Regions from separate parts of the Sus scrofa genome. Here region 2 is linked to region 1. A link is a contact called in public Hi-C data. All regions are on one chromosome and are shown on one strand. Each heading gives the region's core, a stretch centred on a gene start, on an enhancer-like site or on the middle of the called end of the contact. The rest is flanking DNA. Distances are from core to core; before and after follow the strand shown.

Region 1 (2,973 bases), core at 420-2,919:
CGGAAATAAAAGTTAATCACCACCTGTCCACACTGCACAGTAACCCAGGAGGTAAGATAAAAAACGAAAGCCACCTCAGAAACGTGGCCTCTGCTTGTCTGAGCACCACCACCACCAGCTGCGGGCCTCTCAGGATCCCCGCCCCTGCTCTTTGGTCCCCTCTCGGCCCTGGGAGTGAGGGGCTGGAGGCAGGGAGCACACGGATGAGGCACCTGTGGAAACAGCCCGCAGACCTAGCGGAGGCCTCTGCCCCGGACCAAGAAACAGGCCTGCGACCTGCTGGGTCAGATCAGGGCCAGAGCAGCCCTCCCAGGAAGGATGTCTTCCTCCTTCGGAGTAAAAAGAAAGCAGAGAGAGCAGGAAGGTCTGGTTTTAATGAGTATCTTTAAAAGCCTTTGCAACAGCAGACACAGCCCAAGGCAGCCTGGAAACCCACACTGATGGCAGCAGGGCTCTCTTGCTCCCAGATGACCCTGCGGAACAGAAACGGTGCTACTAACTCCGGAGTGTGGCTTCCGCCTACCTCACATTTAAAGAGCCCGACCTGCAAAACCATCTCAGAAATCGAGCCTGCGAAATGGGTGATGGTCCTCATCACGTAGCTGGGTTTGCCTGGGGCGGGGGGCGCCCGATCCAAACTGCCCCCACACTTTCCAGAAGCAGTAGGAAAAGCCCCTCTGGACAGAAGGAGAGGGCCACGCTGGAATTCCGCAGCCTCAGCGCAAGGCCTTGATCCTAAGGCCTCCCACCCCCATCTCGCTGCCTCTCTTTCCTCCACAGCTACTCCCATTTCCATCCTCTTAATCTGTGTCACTGGATTAAGAAGACGGATGTCTCTCCCTGCCACAGACATGCCAGACAAACCCCGAGCCTCTCTTCACAGCCCCCAACTCCCCAGAGTGGTGTCAGGAAAACTCAACACTTGCACGAAATTTCTCTGCAGCGTCTGTTTGGTTTCTTTCACACCCTGGGCCGAGGAGCCGGTGCGTGCGTATTTTCACAGGAGTAAAGAAGCCTCTGTCTGTAAGTGAGGTTAACACCCACCCTGAGGCTGGATTCTTTCTGGGCTCTCTCAACAGCTGAGCATCATGATTTTGCTAATTAAGCCGCTTTCTTCTCCTTAATTAGCTGCATGTGAATCTTGTTGGGAAGTCTTGGATCCGTGAAATAGTCTGGGACAAGAATCAAAAAGAAGAAATGGTCTAAACCCAAGGGGAAAAGACTGGGAGGGAGGCGCTTACTCTGCGAAAAAGTTAGAGTGGCTCTGTCTTAGCAGGACTGTTACCAGCGGCCCCCGCTTTCCAAGGTAAATGAGATGTCACAGCAAATCCCAAGGTCACTGTTTCCCCCTGCCCCCCACCCCCAGCAGCTCTCAGCCTCCAGCTCAAGCGTTCCCAGGAAAGGCTGACACAGGACAGGCCCTGTCCCCTCCACACCGCCCTGCTGCTCTCTGGTCAGCTTGCTGACGCACAGGGAGCCAGCGGAGGGCCGAGGGAGCCTCCGGCTTTCTGCTCCCGGCCCACCTCGGGGCCCAAAGAGATACCAAGTGTCATTCTTGTCTCCACTCGGCCTGCTGGCTCCTGTCTCGGAGACATGACGCCCTCTGAGAATATCCTCGCAGCGGAGAGCCAGGCTCTCTCGCAGGATGACGACAGAGGAGGATTTTTATACACCCAGCAGAGTGTGAATCAGAGGCAGCATCTGCTCTGGCAGCAAAGACGTCCTTCGTTCGATTCAGCCAGAAACGGGCTGGGGCGGCAACCGACTCCGACTCGACTCCCGGGGGCCGACAGGACCCGCGAAACCGTCGGCCCCGCCCCTTCCCTTTAAATACCATTGACCTTAAGCCGTCGCGGGGCAGCAGAGCCCATTAGAATCACCTGGGGAGCCTTTCAAACGGGGCTGTCGGGCCCCACCCCAGACTAATTAAGTCAGAACCCCGGGGGACGGCCCGGGCATCGGTATTTTTTAAACGCTCCCCAGCTGATTTTAATGTGCAGCCAGGGATGCCAGCCCTGCTTTACGATTCCCGGGGAAAAAGCCGCCCGTCTGCTCCTCTGGGAATCTCAGAATTCTTAACAATCCTCACCCTGAGCAAGTGCTGCCTCATTTCTTATCTGTCCTCATTTTGAGGAAATGACAACCGGAGGAAAGAGACTATTGAGCAAAGCTCTCTTGGGAGCCATCAGGTAAAGAAATACCCTAGTCTCTGCAGGGAGAATCCTGGGCTTGTCCGAGTCTAAATTCGCAATAACACTCCTGGTGCTGGCTTATCAAACGCCCCGAAATGGAGGCCGCCTGACTTACCTGCCGCAAATTCTTGAATGTTGTCTGGTCTTTGCAGAAATATTTCTCTGGAAAACATCAAGGGAGAAGGGGAGGAAGTAAAGCTGGTCCTGCACTGTCAGGGCAGGTGACCTGAGACACAGCCACCGTGGCAGGCAGACAGCCAGAGAACTCCTGACAAGGACCCTTTTCTTCCTGCTTCTCCTGCAGTCAGGATCTGGGGTCAGGACCAAGACTTTCTAAACAGCAAGAAGCCTAGGGAACACTGGCCTCACAAGACAGCTGGTGCTGCAGCCCGGTGAAGCCCTCATTCATTCACTCAACAAAATGAGAACTGGAGGCCACGATAGGGCCAGGCAGCAAGTTGTCGAGCACGCTGCCGAGTCCTCGAGGGACTTGGGTGCGGTGGGACAGATATGCAGCCCACTGCCTCCTGAATAAGAGTAACCAGTAATTGCCACAGGTGCGGGGAGAGTATAGTAAAGAAAGGTGAGGAGTGCCCGTCGTGGCCGTGGCACGAATCTGACTAATGTCCATGAGGACGCAGGTTCGATCCCCAGCCTAGGGCAGTGGGTCAAGGATCTGGCGTTGTTGTGAGCTATGGTGTAGGTCACAGATGTGGCTCAGATCTGGCGTGGCTGTGGCTGTGGTGCAGGCCGGTGGCTACAGCTCCGATTTGATCCCTAG
Region 2 (3,229 bases), core at 647-3,146, 200 kb after region 1:
CCAGGAAGCTATTGGCTGGCCATTTGGGAGGAGGGGGCAGGAAAACGGCACGGGGGAAAGAGGAGAAATCCGAGCAAATAGGTGACCCCCCCCACCCCCAACCCGACCCCAAGCAGACAGCCCAATCCCTCCTAACTAAAGGTAAGAGTCCCCGGCCATTCTCAGCGTACTTGGAGTTCTACCGTACCCGTTCTCGAGTTGAAGCCCTAGGGTTTCACTCTCTTCCCTTTGTCTTGCTACTGATCACCATTAAGTTCTTTGAAGGGTCTCTGAGGTCACCAGGACCCACAAAAAGCCTCGTTCCCCTTGTTGGGAACCAAAGTTCAAAAGAGCGCAGGAATCCCGTCCCCAGAGCTCATTCTTCTACGACTCAACCTAGGAGCCCACAGGACGCCTGAACAGCGCGCACTGGAGACCTGCACCGCGCCCCTGGCCGTAGCCGCAGTGTCCTCCTAAAGGGCAGGGACGCCCAGAGTCCTCAAGCCTTAAAAGAGTCTTCAGCCCGAGACTCCCCGGGATTCCCACTGCCCGCCGCGAGGCGGTACAAAAAGAGAAGCGCCGTGAGGGGCTGACCGCACGGCACCAGGTGATGTCAGCGAACTCCGCGCGGGGCACGGTTGGGGCGGAATTAGAAACCAAGAGTACCGAGCGAGGGAGGCGACGTGGTCGCTTTTTCTTACCGAGGTCTGCGCTTCCGGGTGCACGTCCACCAGTGTACACCAGCTACGCGTCCCGTTCATCATCTTCCCGAGAGGGTCACGGAACACACACACAGCCCTCCGCCTTGCAGTCTGGCTCCTACTAGGCGAGCGCGCGCCGAACCGCCCCCCCCTTGTATAGGTGCGTCAGGGGCGGAGGCTGGCAATAGGACACGCCCCCAGGACGCGGTTCGCCAATGACTGAGCAAAATTGTGAAGTGGGCGTAGCCTAGAGGCTTCAGGCCACGCCCGTCTGCGCTCGCTCCGATTTACCTAAAGGTGGGGCTTGGGAGCTACTATCTACTTAACTGAAGTTTTGTCCAGTGTTATATGATTGTACCTCAAACGTTAGTCTTGCCCTCTCATTTCAACTCTAAGGCCAGTGTTGGTAAGAGAGGTTCACCCTGCCAGCCCCTAGAGGATGCAAAATTGGAAAAAAACCTTCCATACATTCTCCTCTCCCTATATTTAGGCCAGCCTGTAGGCTTTGTAGAACTGAGAAACCTTTCCTCCGCCATACAGGCTGCCAGGGCCAGCTCACTCAGACTGGCCTAAGCCAGTCTGGCAGGTGCCCTTCCTTGGCAGAAAGCCCAGGCCAAAGTCAAAGCCAGCTTGGCTCTGGGTGGGGCTTGTTTTGCAGAAGCTATTATATCAAAGCTGCCCTTATATGGATGGGAGAGGCGGGACACATTGCCTTAAAAGGAATTTGTATTCTTGAGAAGGGATGAACCTTAACTTCTCCAATGACATTTGCTCCCTTGGCCCAGGTTAGCATCTTAAGGACCTAGAAGAGAGGATGATCAAGAAAGATCTTGGAGCCTCTTCCAGTCCAGCTGCTCTTAGCATATGGCTTCTCCACCAGGCTATGGTCCATATGGACATGACAGGAGGAGGCCTGACCCACTCCAGAGTGGGCAGAAAGCCTGAATCTGACAGAAGGCTCTGCTGATCAGCTAGCTCCCTGTTCAAGGCAACACAAGAGGAATGCCAGGTAGGAATGGATGGCTATCTTTGTGTCTAAGAGGTGAATGCTGGGGCTATCCCTATGTTCCCAAGGAATAAAAAAAAAAAAAACCAGTTCCAGTCTAACCCTCGAAGGCATTTACTGGCCTTGTTCTTCCCAGAATGTTGTTCAGGAGAGAAGGGAGCTGTTACCAATACTCCATTTATTTCTTAAGGAAATAAAGGAAACCTAGGGAACCTAAGGCTCCCTAGGTTCCATCTGATCTGTTGTAAAGGACCTCTAAAAAGTGAAGTTAAGAAAACCCCAGCTTCGGTCTCTAAATTGAACAATAAAATGGTTTCTTCATAAAGTTAAGATGGGGGAGAATGAGAAGACAAGTCAAAAATTTCAGAATAGATATATAATTTTATGTTTAATTTAAAATAAATTCAATGCTGGATTGGATTGAACTGGGAGATAATATATGATTTGCAGAATAGAGGAACTTTTTTTTTAATCACAAAATCACAAGTTATTGGTGAAAACAGACTTCTCCCTCCTCAAGGCTCTGTACAGAGCCTGCTTAGGAAATAAGAGAGATGAATCATCTCCCTTACCTCCTCCCCACCAGAACTTGGCTCTCCCCAAATCCCAAAGGAGGAATAAATCCTCCATTGCCTCTTTCCATTTCTACCAAGAGTCAGCCTCTAGCCCCTCTGTATGAGGACCAAGCTCCTGAGATATTGAGGGTCCCTCAGTTCCCTAGTGAGGTTGGGCACATCTGATCACAAGGCCACAGAGACCAAAACCTTTGCTTTTCGAACTTGTGTAGACAGTTGTTAGGGTTCCCAGGTGTGACCATCTTACAAGCACATCCAGTCAGAGAGGGAGAAGAGGAAGGATGGAAACCCTGAGCAGAACCAGGCCTCACCACCTTATCATGGCCCTACCAAAGTCCCTCTCGCAGGGGTTCCTAAGTAGAGAAGCTGGTAGCTCTGTCCATCGGTCACTGGGGCAGCAGGAGGGGTTCTTGGAGAGGTATGAATGTGCAGGTATAAAAGGCAAGAAGGGCATCCTTATCTCCTCACCCCGGCTAAGGCACTGAAAAGAAAGGAGGAAATGGTAAAGACGGGAAGGGGAGGAGAAAGGGTCCCTTGGATCTTGGCCTGGGGAAGACAAAAAATATAGGACTGGAGACAGGTGGGGACTACCACGTGGGCCCCATGACTGTGCAAAGAAGAGCATCTGAGAAGTGGGTAGAGCCACGCCAGCATGTCCGTTACCCATTATGTCCTCCTTACCCTGCTCCAGAATGGGAGGAAAATGAGTTACAGGAGTCAAGGGAGCAGAATCATATAGGGTATTTCCCTGAGCCTGGGGTGTAGGGTTAAAGAAATAAAGCTTTATACACATGGCAATTTCGATCCCTTCCTCTCCTGCTCAATCAGCCTATATGCTGACCGAGCTGCTGCTGTGAGGGAGTCGGGGTGGGGGGAGTCAGCACTTGAGGAGAGGATTCAGCTGGCTAAAACGCCCACTCCTCCAGAGGAAAGGGAAAGCCCATCCACCAGCTCAACACTGATGCCTT

What was found. A called contact is a pair of places that touch in the nucleus more often than the background predicts.
Region 2: a Hi-C map of mesenteric adipose tissue shows a contact between it and region 1, with 2.6 times the contacts expected there. The contact joins the promoter of TUFT1 here to the enhancer-like site in region 1. A contact is called at or near these places in 4 of 5 promoter capture datasets (fetal liver, fetal skeletal muscle, liver and 1 more), 19 of 47 Hi-C or Micro-C datasets (alveolar macrophages, blood, brain and 12 more) and 2 of 2 datasets of contacts at active chromatin or transcription factors (alveolar macrophages and skeletal muscle).

What each region holds. Positions count from the first base shown.
Region 1 is chr4:97,498,307-97,501,279 of Sscrofa11.1, forward strand. RIIAD1 (RIIa domain-containing protein) reads right to left here. Exons shown (of 5, transcript NM_001159765.1): 3 at 2,308-2,354; 4 at 1,045-1,172; 5 at 369-473. The coding sequence ends at 1,102. Among named protein-coding and RNA genes, the nearest start is that of RIIAD1, 7.9 kb to the right of the region's middle. Within about 2 kb of position 1,670, at least 28 of the 83 cell types and tissues checked have an H3K27ac peak or open chromatin away from gene starts, as enhancers often do. A contact at or near this core is called in fetal liver, mesenteric adipose tissue, omental adipose tissue and 2 more, where this site is marked.
Region 2 is chr4:97,702,758-97,705,986 of Sscrofa11.1, forward strand. TUFT1 (tuftelin) reads right to left here and starts at 1,897. Exons shown (of 12, transcript XM_021089860.1): 1 at 681-1,897. The coding sequence starts at 743. CGN (cingulin) reads right to left here. Exons shown (of 21, transcript XM_013997148.2): 21 at 2,048-3,229.